Regions from separate parts of the Mus musculus genome. Here region 1 is linked to region 2. Evidence: chromatin contacts called from public HiChIP or PLAC-seq data. All regions are on one chromosome and are shown on one strand. Each heading gives the region's core, a stretch centred on a gene start, on an enhancer-like site or on the middle of the called end of the contact. The rest is flanking DNA. Distances are from core to core; before and after follow the strand shown.

Region 1 (7,509 bases), core at 4,168-6,667, 480 kb after region 2:
CGTGACAAATCTATTAAATGTAGCTATCATGGGAGGAAGCAATGTAAAGCCAAATGAAATTCTTCTCCATGGAAATTATCAGAATTTGAAGAAAAGCCTAGGATTTTATTTTTCTTAACGTCTCTCATTTGGTTTTACTAAGGAGTCCTTAAATAGCAAGGGCCTGTAGAACTGATACAGGTCGCAACACTAGGATGTTACAAAGGGAACTAGCACAACGTGCATCATAGCTTAGAGCCGAGTCAACTTATCCACTCATCTGACTGCCTCTATCCCCTCTGAGACTTTATTGCAAAATTTAAGCATTGACCATTGACGCTGAACAGCATACTATAGTCTATGGGCTTTTCTTTCAAATGGACATGGAATATATATTTGCAAACACATTTTCTAAGTGTAAAGTTCAGGCAGAAAGTAGAAAATACCAGAATTTAAAAATCAGACTTATAGATTATTAAAATTGGAAAGCCCTTCACCAGGATAAATAAAACAAGCTCTTTGCAAAGACTGAGTGAGTTTACATCCTTAAAAGAATAAACGTAAATTATTTTGGAGAATTTCTTTTCCTCAACTCTTAGCAAGTTTATGTGAAGCTTCTAGAAGTACACAAATATAGTTTTCTCTTCAAATTAAGGCCTGTGAAGTATTTTTCATGACCGATGACTTAAAAACTGAATTTGAAAGAAAACTATTTTTATTTAGATGTAGCTATTTTATAAATAATGCAATCTAAGTTACCAACCATTAATTTAGCTTTAAAGTATGAAATAGTAGAATTATAATGCTATAAATAGGTAAGTAATCCCTAATGATCTGTCGTCATCGACCCAGGCTAACATCTGAAACCATCTGTGTCACACCAGGAGGCTGATATTTTTAGAGCAACACATTTGAGATCATAGACATTTGGGTTTTCTCATCTTACTTTTGTGGATCTGTAGGGAGAAATATTTGTTTTGGTGTGACTCTCAACTGTATACAAAAAATAATTACACTGAAGCTATAAAAATGGCTCAGTGATTAAGAGTTCTGGCTGTCCTTATAAAGGGCAAGGCCTCAGTTCCTAGCATCAAGTCTATGGCTCACAACTATCCATTAACTACAATTCAGAGGATCCAGTGCCCTCTTCTGACCACCAGGGGCACTGCAGGCATATGCTGCGCAAGCATACATTCAGACAGACATATACATATAAAATTAAAATGGATCTTTTATAAAGGCAATTGTGTTATTGTAGAGAAATTTATGGTATAATATAGAGATAGAAGACCAAAATGATCTGTATTTGAAATGATATTCCTCCCATAGTCTTTTCTGTATGGATGAAAAAGCTAATTTTAGAAATCATTAAAACTCAATTCTTCTTGTAATAAAGTATCTTGTAATATTGTCATCTAGAACTTTGGAATTCTGTACAGCAGTTTAGGAACTTTATACTTAATCCCTGATCCTTCCATTTTTCCTTCCCCTCATTGTCTTAAAACCTGTTTTCATAGGTTTACAAATATTCCTGAACAAACATTCTAACTAAATCAGAATCCTGGTATTACTAGCATCCCCTCTGACTCCTGCTTTGCCTCATTCACAGGATAAGAGCAACCTACATTATCAGCTTCATTTTAAAATCATTTAAAGATCCCACTGATGCTATAGCTTCAATAAATATGTACTTTGAATTTAAATTCTGTGAGGTCTGGGCCTATAATTTTTTCAGTCTTTTCAGGCTGTGCCTAAGGACTGACTTTCTTGGACTGCCTTACCTCCTGCTCATGATTTCATTAGAAATGGGAGTTATCTCTTTAAATTTAATTTTAGTAGCAAGACAGAATAAAGGTTAATGGTTAAGGGCACAGGCTATAGATTCAGAAGCAGCTTGGAATCATATGCAGGCCCAATCACCCATTAGATGTGAGATTTTGGATAAGTTACTAAAACACTCTGAACTCATGTGACAACCCTGTTTAAGCTCAGCACCACCTAACCAGGGTAACCTGAGGATGGAGAGACATCCTGTGCAGGACGTCCGTACACTGGTCCCTGATGGAAAATAGACCCGAGGCTCTATAAATGCTAATTTCGACTTAATGTACCAGTAGTGTTGATTGCTTTTTCTTATTGACTGATGCAAATGTTTTGAGAAATTATCAATGTTCCTATAAAAAAATGGCTTTTGTTTCTAGAGCCTACAAGTTCTATAGAACCATAAATGGTGAAGGTATTTATTAATTATGCTAGGCAGAACAGGGGAGAGGTTTCATATCTGTGAATAACTATGAAGGCCAGGAGAAGACACATTGGTGAGGGAGAACTGGAGCTGGCTGGTGGGAGCAGGCCATGAGCCTAGTGCAGGGAATGCCTTTTAAAGACCCCAGCCTCCCAGGTCAAAGGGAGTAGGCTGTGTCCTGCAAATTCTTTGTTTTGAAAGAAAGACTCTGACAAGGGACCAGTTTGCTTTTGAGGAGTGTCTTAGTTTGGGTTTTACTGCTGTGAACAGACACCATGACCAAGGCAACTCTTTTAAGAGCAATATTTAATTGGGGCTGGCTTAATTGGTTCAGAGGTTCAGTCCATTATCATCAAGGCAAGACATGGCAGCATCCAGGCCGGCATGGTGCAGGCAGAGCTGAGAGTTCTACATCTTCATCTGAAGGCTGCTAGTGGAATACTGGCTTCCAGGCAGCTAGGATAAGGGTCTTAAGCCCACACCCACAATGACACAACTATCCCAACAAGGTCACACCTCCTAATAGTGCCACTCCTTGGACCAAGCTTATACAAACCTTCACAAGGAGCTTCAGACTTGCTACTGCCCTTTGCCAGAGACTTGGATCCTAGATTTTGTGGGTCTAGAAATGTATTCATTTGTGAGAGAATCAAACTCATAGAGATCAACTCTGAAGAGAATTGCCTAAGAGTAGAATTGCCTTCATTACCCTAAATTCTAGAATAGTCTTGCTAGGAAGCCACTTAAAGATTCTGATCGAGAGAAGGGATGGAGAGCTACAGATTTCTCGAATCTCTGGATTGTAGAGTTGTCCCAGTCATTATACAGGGTAGCTCATGGCAACACCCAGGATCACACATTAATCAGTGAATGTAAAACCTCCAGTACCTGTACCTGGAATTTAAGGTAATGCCTCTTGAGTCTCTGGGAAGTTTTAATCTCCATAAAATGCAGCAGCAGCCGCCTCTGCAGCAGCATCTGGCAATCAGAAGTGACTCCTGACCTTGAAAAGATTGTCACATATTGATTGTTCTGTGGCAGAACATTGTGTCCTTAAGCTAATATGGAACGTCAGACTCCTAGCTAAAATAATCACTTTTTAAAATGGGGACAATGGAATATAGCCGAGCGCCCCTGTTTTTCGTCTCCCCGAGCTGCTTCCCGGCACTCTAGAGGCGAGGCAGAACACAGAACCACACCTAGATATTCAGGAAGTCCTGCCTGTTGACCCTCGCTGCCTTCTGACTTTGCCTGCCGTTGCTTTCTTTAGTGATCATAGTTTGGCTGTGACCTTAGATCATGCTGGTTCCTTTCTGTTCCTCTGTTGACTTGAGGGGCCCTTCGTTCTTTCATTTCCTCCACAGACATGCATGACGTAACACACGCTAGGCACTGAGGGAGCACAAAAGCAACCAGTCCTGCCTTCCTAGAATCCAGAGTTCCATGTGATAACAGACATGTGCAGCAGCAGACATTAAATGAGTGCATGCATTCATTTAATGTATTTGCACCAGGCATTTGCAAAGGAGAGGGAATATACCAGCGAAGGCCTCCTTGAGAAACTGCTAAGCTGAACCTTCAGGAATGAGTAGGACGGAATGCACAAGATGTCTACTTAACAGGAGCAGCATGGTCTGAGGGCAACAGCAAGAAACGATGTGCTGAGAAGTCCAAGTCCCAAGGACTCTATGTACAAAGAGAGTGGATGAGGGTGAAGCACTCAGTCCTGGACATGTATATAGGATTGTCACTGTCCCTTTGAAAGCTAATGGGGAAGGCAAAATTGGAGAGAAGAATCATCGGGTTGGAGTACTTGATTCCTAATACCCATGTCAGGTGACTTACAACTGCCTGTATCTCCAGCTCCAGGGGATCTGATGCCCTCTTCTGGCCTCTGTGAGCACTGCACTCACACACACACACACACACACACACACACACACACACACACACACACACACACATGCGCACATGCACACATACACATGAGGCAGGGGTGGGGAGTGAATTGAAACTAAATCTTTTTTTAAAAAAATCTAAGAAAGCTAACAAGCATTTCCATGAACCCCGTTACTGTTCCTACTTCATCAGCCTCCCTCGTGTGTTCTTTACTGTTGTCTCTCTTACTGAGACCACAAGAACGTCCTTCGATGAGTTAGAATAAGATGAGTTTATTAAATTAGGTGGCGCTGCTGAAGAAGATGAGCACTGATGTGACATCTTTAAAAAGCAGACGGATCCACGGGAAGCATTCTGAAAAGAATGGTGACGTCTGACTTCAGCGTTAGAAGTTCAGGAGTTTTTACAGGTAATTATAAAAGCTTAGTGAAGGCAGAGTGCGACACTGCAGCATTGCCTCGTCCTTCTGGGCCATACAAACTATGACTTTTTGCAAATTAGTTTCTAGATTTGCATTGGGTGTGGTCTCTTCTACTCTTACCAATATTTACTTGGTCTCTTTGATTTTTATCCAGTAATGTAAAAAAAAAAATAATGTTTTTTTAAAATTTTTTCACAGAGCATGTCTAAAACAAAATACCATTAACACTGAAACACAGACCTGTCCATCTGCATTTCTAAGGAACTACCTGGGAAAGCATGTGTGGTGCATAAGTTTCAAGCCAACATAGTCAGCCTGGGGCTGCAGGCTTGTTCTGGGCTGGCCTGGTGCTGGCTGTTTACAATGATCAAAGAGAGAACGGGTTGAACCAGAAGTTAGATTAATAGTTTTCTTTTACACCCCTGACCTCACAGCCTATACACTCTGGATCCTCATACACAAATAGAAAAGGCTTTAAATTGTCTTGTCCGAGTAATAATTTCTCTACTTGCTAACTGGATTTTGAGAACTGAGGGCAAACACCAGTGAGACTATCACGCTCTACCTCCTCCCTAAAATGCAACAGACAAGAAATAAAGGGGGGAAAAATCTTTTTCCAAATGTTGCTCTGCCCCTGTCCTCAGCTCAAGAGCTGAGGTTTTTGCCGGGGAGGAGGGGAGAGCGGGATTGTGTAGGGGAGGGAATGATGAAGAAGCCAGTGGGGGCAGTTGTTTTTCTGTGCCTGCTGACGTCAACGAAATTGCCAGATGGCATTTGAATGCTTTGCAAAAAGACAGGAGCCTTTTATTGCAGCTGTCGCGGGTCTGTCATTGGTTTTGCGTTCCCAGAAGTGGTCTGATGCTTTCTCTCACTGTGGGAGCAATGAGGGCTCTGTACCTTTCCAGACCTAGAGGGCTCTTTTGTAGGGTGTCCTTACACTGCTCTAATAAAGGACATGTGCTCTGGGACATTATGCTTTACTGTCAGTTCCTGTGGGCCATGAACTGCTCAGCTCTAGTCAGGGTCAGAGCTTGATCATTCAGAAAGTATATTTTTTCCAGAATGGTTTCTGTGGATGCTGGCAGCCTTGGGCACACACTTGGTAGCACCTGAAGGGTCTTAGGTCACCTTTTTAGCAACTGACCCCTCATTGACCTCTCAAGATGGGCCGATCTATCTTCAAAGCTCACCCCATGCCACTGGCTGAATTTATGTAGCTTATTCTCATGTCTGGAATTTGTCAAGCTTTTAATTCACTTGGTTATCAAGAGTGTTTGTTTGATTTCGTTTCTGCTTGGGGTAGGGCTTGGCAGCGGGATTTATTTTAATAATGTACTGCTTTCTGGGACAGTTAATTGGATAAATCGGTTTCCAGGTCCAGTTAGAAATTGGAAAGCAGTACAAAGTTTGTATGTTAGAAAAGCCTTCTGTCATGTAACTGTGTGACGGTAACACATATTTTTCATAGTAAAGAGTTTGGGATATGCATCCTGGCCTAAGCTGCATTCCCGGTTTCTTTCTTTCCTCTAAGCTGCTACCTGATGTCAATCATGTGTGGCAGTCTCAGGCACAAGCTGTGGTGGTAGTCCTGAAATCTGTGGTGCGTATGCTGAAGAAACAAGAGCCATGAAGACAAAGGATACTGAGGGGCTGAAGGACAAAGAGGTTTTAAAGTTGTGACATGTGTTTAAGGAGTTTGATGACTCAGTTGGCACAGTGCCTGCTTTGCAAGCAGGAGAACATAATTTTGACCCCCCCCAGAAGCCACCTTTATAAAAAGATCTAAGGACATTATGCTTCTAATCGCAATGCTGGGTGCAGGAGGGGCAGAGACAGGCATAACCCTGGGGTTCATTGGCTAGCCATTGTACATGACCAGTGATCTCCAAGCCAATGAGAGACCCTATCTCAAAAACAAGATTAATAGCTTCTGAAGAATGCCCATTGGTGTGTGACATTTCATAAGCGCATACACGCACCCCCCCAACACACACACCTATAACATGATGTACTGCCTTGTCATGATGGGGTAGACAGTTGTAATAGCCCCTTACAGTGGCAATAATTATCTCTTTGCAGTGTAAGAAAATCACATGCTGTTGTGTTAGTGGAGGAACCACTGTCATGAGTGATGGGCTATTCTGAACAGACATGAAGACAGCTGCCCTTACTACCTAGTCTTGTTCTAGACACACAAAGGCTCCATCATAGACTTTATGTAATTCACACTGGTCTGGAATTCATTATGTAGAACAGGGTGTCCTACAACTCATGGTAATCCTCCTGTCTCAGCTTCCCCAGTGTTGTAATTATACAAATGAACCACCATGTTTGACATATTTCACTCTTTATGGAATATAGTGCCATGACAACAAATTGCAGAATCAGTTGTCAAGCTGACTTAAAGACAAACTGCCACTTGATTTTTTTTTTTACCTTACCGTCCTGCCTTGTATTTTAAGCAGGAGCAGTTAGAGTATTGTCTAGGGGCAGGAATCTCAGTACTTAATGACATGCTGCAAAGCACATCCCATTCTTGCAAGGGCTTCAGCAGAAGGCTGAAAGTGACATGAAGGCACAATTTTCCAGAATCAATGGAATTTGGTGGAGTCAGGAGGAATGGAGAGTGGTAGACTACACCAGGCTAACCCTTTGAATCCAGCTAAGGTGCCAATAGCCTTGCTAATCTCCTCAGGTTCACTCAGAGGATTACAACTTCAGCATTTCGACTCACCTCATGAGAGATTTCCTGCTAAACCAGAATACCAGTTCTGACTCATTTTTTTCTAAGAGAGTCACTGCCAGATAGACAGTAAAACACTCATTGGTGGCTCTCCAGTATTTTGTGTAGAAAACTCTGTCGTAACCAACACACGTGTCAATAAATAAATGCATTTATTATCTCTGTAATTTTTAAGTTAAAAAAAATCAATTGGTATGTTATCTGTCTATACAGTACACAGTG
Region 2 (7,331 bases), core at 1,502-4,001:
GGTAGTCTGCATAATCTGGCTATCAGCTGAAAAGCCTTTTAGATGCAGGTGTCATCCTGTGGATTTCCACTCTCATTTTGGGAAGACGAAATGGAAAGTATCCTGAGAGATATTCTCTGCCAGTTTTGAGTTTCTGAACACGAAGTGGTGGCATATATGATGTGACAGAGCACTCAACCTAGAAAGGCTGGATAGCTAGGAGTTTATTAAGGGGCAGATATATAGCTCGGTGGCAGCAGCACATTTGCACAGCACAGACACACAAGTGTAGGTTTAGTTCTCTGTACAACGTAATAAAGAACCAAACAAGCAACCTCAAAGCTGGGTGAGGTGGTGAATGCCTATAATATCAGGAGTTGGAAAACAATGCAGGAGGACTGTGAGTTTGAAGCCAGCCTGGGCTACACTGTGAAGGCGAGGCTAGCCTGGGTTACATGGTGAGGCCTTGTCTTAAAACAGAACCGAGAATAAAGCTCCTTAACAGAGGCCTAACTCAGTAGGCAGAAGACTCTAGGTCTAGCACTGACCAAAACAAAACAAAACAAAACAAAACAAAACAAAACAAAACAAAAACTCACAAACAAGAAAACATTTTACTCAGAGTACCATTTAAAAGTACAGTTGTAAACAGTCAGAGAGAATGCCAGTCAGGTTCTCATGAAACAGGGTTATGGGTGGACTTTGTGTTAGAGTGTCAGCCAGGCATGCATATGGCTGGCCCTGGCGTTATATGACAGCAACACACACACACACACACACACACACACACACACACAAGCAAAGAAGCCAAACAAACAAGAGTTGAAAAAAAAAACCATGTAAGTGTGATTGTAATGAAAACACCGCCGAAACCCAGCAAGAGCTAATGCTGTTAGACACCTGTGGAGAGCGTTCTAAGCCTTACTGATGAGGTGCTGTCTAGACTCATGACTTCAATGCCCAATAAATCATAGAACAGTCAATTAACTTTGGCCAAGTCATAGAGTTTCTAGTCTTCTTCATTCTAGCAAAATAACCACTTCGACTTCTAGTGAGTATTGTCATAAAATGATGCAAGTGAAGTTAGCCCAGAGGAGCAGAGAGCATGAAGGTTGAGAATGCTACTTTGTATCTGTCCTAATTGACCTCAGAATTACAGAGAGGAAAAGGACAATAAAAATGGTTACCGCAATTAAGCCAAGACCGGGAGTTCATTTCACCACATGCAGAGTGGCTGGCATTAAAATGAAGTATAAAAAAGGATGCTGAGAATATGGGAAAAGGGAGCCTTACTCACTGCTGGTAGAAACGTAAACTTGTGAACCACTCTGTAAGTGAGTCCAGAGGCTCCTCAAAAGGCTAAAAATAAAATCACCACATGATCCATGTATACTTTTCCCATGTTGGAACAGCATAGAGACTCCTGCGTATCTGCGTTATTGCTGTACTCTTCCAATAGCTAAATTATAGAAGTAGCTTGGGTGCCTGTCTTAGTCAGGGTTTGTATTCCTGCACAAAACACTATGAACAAGAAGCAAGTTGGGGAGGAAAGGGTTTATTCAGCTTACACTTCCACATTGCTGGTCATTACCAAAGGAAGTCAGGACTGGAACTCAGACAGGGCAGGAACTTGGAGGCAGGAGCTGATGCAGAGGCCTTGGAGGGTGCTGCTTACTGGCTTGCTTCCCCTGGCTTGCTCAGCTTGCTGTCTTATAGAACCCAAGACTACTAGCCCAGGGATGGCACCACCCACATTGGGCTGGGCCCTTCCCCCTTGATCACTCATTGAGGAAATGCCTTACAGCTGGATTTCATGGAGGCATTTCCTCAAGGGAGGCTCCTGTCTCTGTGATAACTCCAGCTTATGTCAAGTTGACACACAAACCCAGCCAGTACAATGTCCATCAAGAAAAGAGTGGATGATAGTGTATGTGCACACAATGGAGTTTCATTCAGCTATAAATAATTGGATCATATCACTTTCTGGAAAACAGACACCACCAGCTTTCAAACATTTTAAGCAAAACAAGGCAGATTAAAGACAGACAAATATTGCATGTATAAAATTGTACATGTGTATAAAAATCCCAAAGTAGAAAGAGAGAATGCTGAGTTTATGAATGTAAGTAATGAGGGTAGGGAGTGGAAAGAAAGGGGGCGTGCACTGAAGTATATGGTAAGCTTTATGAAAATGTGTTTGTAAGACCTGTACTTATGTACAGTGACTACATATCCATAAAAATTCTAAAAAAAGAATCACATGTGTTAAAATAAAACAATGTTTTTCCCATTGAATGGACGTGGATCTCATTTTTTTTTTGGGGTAAGGATACAACAGAAATTTCACTATTAAGATAGCCCAGATGTGATATCTGACTTAAACTGCAGGTGCACTAATTAAAAATTATTAAATCTCTCTAGTATGTCAGCAAAAATCTCAGCCACTTGGGGAATACTTAACATTTTAGAAAGTGTCAGTAATGGGTTCTCTCCTGGGGTGTCAGCATATGAGGGTGAATTTATTCAAGATTCTGAACGTAAATGGTATTTCCATAAAGGGAGAGACTTTTAGAATTAATAACAAACATAATGTCCTTAGGCAAATGCAAATTTTCATTTTCAAGTAGGCATATGGAAAGTTCTCTAGTAAGGAGCAGGCATGAAATCTCAACCAGGAAAGGGTTACTGACAGTGATGCTTGGCACTGAAGCGTACTCTATTTTCTAGAATCCACACAAGCAGTTTATAAATGCTACCGCAGCACATTAAATGTTATTATACTGATTATTATCACATGGTTAATTATGCCTAATGCAGAGCGGGATTTCACGCAACTGATTATAATTGGATGTATTCGGCTGCAGTTGGAATTTGTAATGGTGCAGGGTTTATATTTTCACTGGGCGTGTGAAAGTAGAGGCTGAGGTAATGAGTTTATAGCAATAATTAGGTCAGGGATTTACTGTTAAGTACATTGCTACAGTTAAGCAATTTCATAAATATGTCTCTCTCTCTCTCCCTCTCCCCCTTCTCTCTCTCTCTCTCTCTCTCTCTCTCTCTCTCTCTCTATATATATATATATATATATATGTACACATATATACACATACATGCATACATATATATAGATATATACATATACATGTATATATATCTCACACTAAAAATATACATACTTTAAGATTTCCATTATGGGAATGTTGTAAAATGTGTTTTGTGTTTTGACCATGTTCCCTGGCCCACTAGCTCTTCCCTGACCTATCTTTCTTGCCCATCCACCCAAATTTATGTCCTTCACAAAAACTAACCCATCAAGAGTAATTTTTCCTTCTTAAATATTCTGGGATATGTGGCCTCCCCTGGGGCATGGTCAGCTTACCAGGTCAGCTAACCCTCTTAGAGAAAAGCATCGTTACCATCCCAGCAGCAAACCGTCAATATTTAAACAGCTAGAGATGGGCTTTGGTGTTGACTCCCTTCTGGTGCACACTCTCACAACCAATGTGAGGTCATGTGTGCAGTTTCCCCACCATGTCTAGAACACACCGTTTCTTCATCTATTTTCCCGTGGGCCTTATATTCTTTCTACCGCGTCTTCTACAATGATCCCTGTGGAGGAGACTATCCATATTTTCACCATATGCAACATATAAATGATATGTTCTATTCAGAATTTAGCAATCTATTCTCTTATTTCCTGTACCTTGTCTAGTTGTGGATCTCTGTGGTAATCCTCGTGTATTTTAGATGGGAGCTTCTCTAATGAGGATTAAGAGAGAATTAGTTTATGGGTGTAATGATGTCATCTGGAGTCCCTTTAAGATATCAGTTTAGCAGAATAATGGTAGGGTTTTTTCCCTCCTAGGGGCTATAACCTGTTTAGCCATAGGTTCTTGGTCTAATAATGGCTCCAGGCATGGGTTTTATCTCTTGGAGTGGGGCTTAAATGTAATCAGAAAGTACTGGTTACATCCATTACATTTGGGCCACTATAGCACCAGTGACCACAGCCCCCCAGGCAGCCATTATTGTAGCTGGCACTGATCAGAGCTGAGCAAGACTGATGGTTCCCTTACTCCTTCTGTATGTCTGCAGGAGACACAACCAAACACTATTTAGTGGCTGGGACAAGTTGATTTTTACTTTTGCTTCCTTTTTGGTTATTTTTAAATTGTCCTGAAGGCAGAACAGACTTCTGTGTTCAAATTTTCAGGACCCACTGAAATCATTGGTCAATGATTAGCATCTGTGCAAACCAAGTCTAGGTGTGTGCAGTAGCTGGAAGGTTACAGAACAGGACATCTAACGTTTCCTTGTATAGCATAGTAAATGCTCTTTAAAGGAAGTCTGCACACCACTCGCCCTTTAGTTCTTCAAATGGTAAAAAATAAAGAACTGATAAAATATTTCTCGGCAGAACACATTATTTGTGGTGTGACAAGGTTATTTGTAACGGCCATGACTTAACCTCAAACTCAATCAGTGTATGACTGAAAAGTCTTAATTTTGTATCAAGATGTAGATAAAATGACTTTAGGTTTCTCCCAAGCTTAAAACTACTCAAATAGTGTTAAAAATAGTTAGAGTGAGTTGCTTGCTGTCAGGCCAAAGGTGGCTACAGAAGACTCCTAGCTTTGTGGTATCCTCCTCCTGCTTCTGGGCTATGGGAAGACTCAGGTTCTGTAGCAGTTGCTCTACAATATGACAGTAAGATGTGGGGAGCTGAGATTGGAGGGCTTCTAGGATGGCAGTTGGGTCTGAAAAACTGAGGGAGAGAAAGCAGGGCTACCCAATGAGGGAGAGCTGGGGTCATGGCACTGCACACACATAGTCCAGAGGAGTCGAGACAATGGAGGTCCCACTGTGTGAGGAGAACTAAAGATTAACATTTAAGAGTGGACATGAAGTTTTGTTTCTGAACCTCAAGCCGAAATGTAGGGGTGAAAGTAATGAGACATTCACAGTATTTAAGTTAAATCCAAAAATTATCCCCTGCCCATATACACACCTACTTTGTGACAGTTAGGTTACTTGCATGATAGTTAATGAGCCCCTGAACATCCCAAATGTGAAAACAAAAGTGGCTGCCCAAATCATCCAGGAATAATATGTAGAGGGAAGTTTTGTGTCCCAGGAGCAAAGCTGCCCAAGTCCTTAGCTTTCTGATACTGCAGGTTCTCTAGGCATTTCTGAAGCAGAGGGTATTGGATGCCCTGTTCAGCAGCACATACAAGCACCCTGAGGTTAATGAATGTGGAAAAAAAACCCAACAACATGAATTCTGAGCTATGCAAGGCCAAAATACAACAAAGGCTGGAAATTTTTAGTATTCAAATTCTCTGTTTCTCAGATGTTGATAGAATACAGAAATTTGCTGGCAAATAATTGTACTTACAATTTAATACTTAATAGAATTTAGCAGGAATTGTAAAACATAGGAGAAGAAATGAAACTGAAAGATGTCAGAATACTGATGAATTTTAATGACATGTTATTAGCATATGCATAAAATTTGAATGTTAAATATGGCAAATTGATTGAGCTGAGACCAGCTTCCAAAGGAAGAAAACACTATGCCCTCTTTCTCTTTTTTAGTTGGCATCTGTTATGTGGTAGGAATTCTGAGAAAAAGAGAGAGGCTGAGTTTGTAATCATTTGTATGAAGAAAAACTCCTCTGGGGACCATGGAGAGGGGTTGGGAAGGTTGGCTCTAACTTGGTGGGCATGCATAGATTTTTAAGAACAAGAGAGTAAAGCCAATTCCTGGCTGGTACAAGCTGGGTAGCCAGGGTGTGGGAGTGCAGAAGAATCTCCTATATAGCCAAAGGACACATGGAAAGCCAGCAAGACAAGAACCATCCAATTCAAGGACAGGGACATAGTTCAGAGCTAAGATGCTTGCCTGATACCCTATCTCCTTTTCTTCTTTCTATGACAGAATGCCTGACAGGAACAGTTTAAGGAAGGAAGGAATTTTTGGGGCTCTTGATTTGAAGGGATATTGTCAGTTAGGGTTTAGGGAAGCCATGTGGCAGAGTTGGCTCTCAGTCAGTGACCAAGTAGAGTGTGACTCACGGTGAGTGTGACTCACACCTTGGTAGGACCAGGAAGCTCAACTGGCTCTGTTTTTATCCCTTTTATCCAGTGAGGAACCCTAGCAGATGAGATGTGTCATCCATATTCCTCCCTCAGATAATCTATTCAGGAATTGCTTCACATACCCACACAAAAAGATGCCTCATTAATGACCCAGGAACTTATTAATCCAATCAAGCTGACAAAATTCACCATCACACCTAGCAAGCACGGAGCCCTGAGTTCCATCCCTGTACTACAAAATAACATTAAAAATAAACAACAGCAATAATTGTTATAATGATAATAGAATAATACAAGAGAAAGACATTAAAGTCCTGTATCCCAGACAATGTTGAGGAGGAGCTGCCTGCTGACGTAATTTCAGGGAGAACTGGCAAAGCAGCACGGATTACAGCAAAATTACAAGGACATGTCGGCAGCTAGACTAAGTCTTCGGTCTCTTTATCATCTGCTGAGGATCAGAGGGCCCCAGAAGAAAGGAAGCCAGGGACCCGCAGTTAGTTGATGGTCTGTTGGCAGTTTCTGGGTGGTGTGTCTGCTTGCCTGTGTGCATATGTGCATGTGTGCATTTAGTGAGATATTTTTATCCTTTGGGAAATAGCCTAAAGAGTTAACTGTGTCAGAACAAACAGAATCTCTTGAACCTCTGCCCTTCAGACAGAGCCCTTACTTCTCTTAGCATCCAGGCATCTCTGAGCACCTCTAGGCTCTCTTTGTTCCCCATCCCTATTCCTGTCACAAGCTCATTGTTCATCCAACCCTTCTGGTCCTGGTTGATGCAGGCTGCACCATCCCTCTACTGGATCCTGCCATGGCTCCTCTTACCTTGATCTCCATTGTAGAGACAAAGTCGTTTTTATTTTTTTTATTTTTTATTTTTTAAATCCTAGATCTCAATGTAATGCATCATTGTCTTTCTTTTTCCTGTAAGGGTAGATTAAACTTATTACTATATATCGTGGTAAATATTATTTGGGGATTCTATCCAACCTTAGATCATTTAGTTCCGAAATAAGAGACACAAAGCCTTTATATTTATAATAAGCCTAAAGCACTAGAGCTGGGCAGATATCAACTCTCTATGCTAATTTGTCTATTTTCCTATCAGTAACCCTGAGATATCACTTGCCATGTTCCATCTGGGCCACGTCTACTCTAAAAGCTGGTCCTCATGACTATGAGTTCAGGACTCATCTGTCCCATGGTGTCTTCTTTCTTCTTCTCTCTTCTTGTGGCCTCTATCTCAGACCCCA

Evidence for each region. HiChIP or PLAC-seq counts read pairs in DNA pulled down with a chosen protein or histone mark.
Region 1: an H3K4me3 HiChIP or PLAC-seq map of embryonic basal ganglia shows a contact between it and region 2, with 4 times the contacts expected there. The contact joins two enhancer-like sites. A contact is called at or near these places in 2 of 484 Hi-C or Micro-C datasets (cerebellar granule neurons and cochlea) and 2 of 115 datasets of contacts at active chromatin or transcription factors (embryonic basal ganglia and oligodendrocyte precursor cells).

What each region holds. Positions count from the first base shown.
Region 1 is chr6:141,429,209-141,436,717 of GRCm38.p6, forward strand. The region is part of intron 2 of Pde3a (phosphodiesterase 3A, cGMP inhibited); the gene reads left to right. Among named protein-coding and RNA genes, the nearest start is that of Slco1c1, 91 kb to the right of the region's middle. Within about 2 kb of position 5,418, at least 78 of the 459 cell types and tissues checked have an H3K27ac peak or open chromatin away from gene starts, as enhancers often do. A contact at or near this core is called in embryonic basal ganglia, where this site is marked.
Region 2 is chr6:140,947,905-140,955,235 of GRCm38.p6, forward strand. No RefSeq gene overlaps it. Among named protein-coding and RNA genes, the nearest start is that of Gm30524, 4.1 kb to the right of the region's middle. Within about 2 kb of position 2,752, at least 2 of the 459 cell types and tissues checked have an H3K27ac peak or open chromatin away from gene starts, as enhancers often do. A contact at or near this core is called in embryonic basal ganglia, where this site is marked.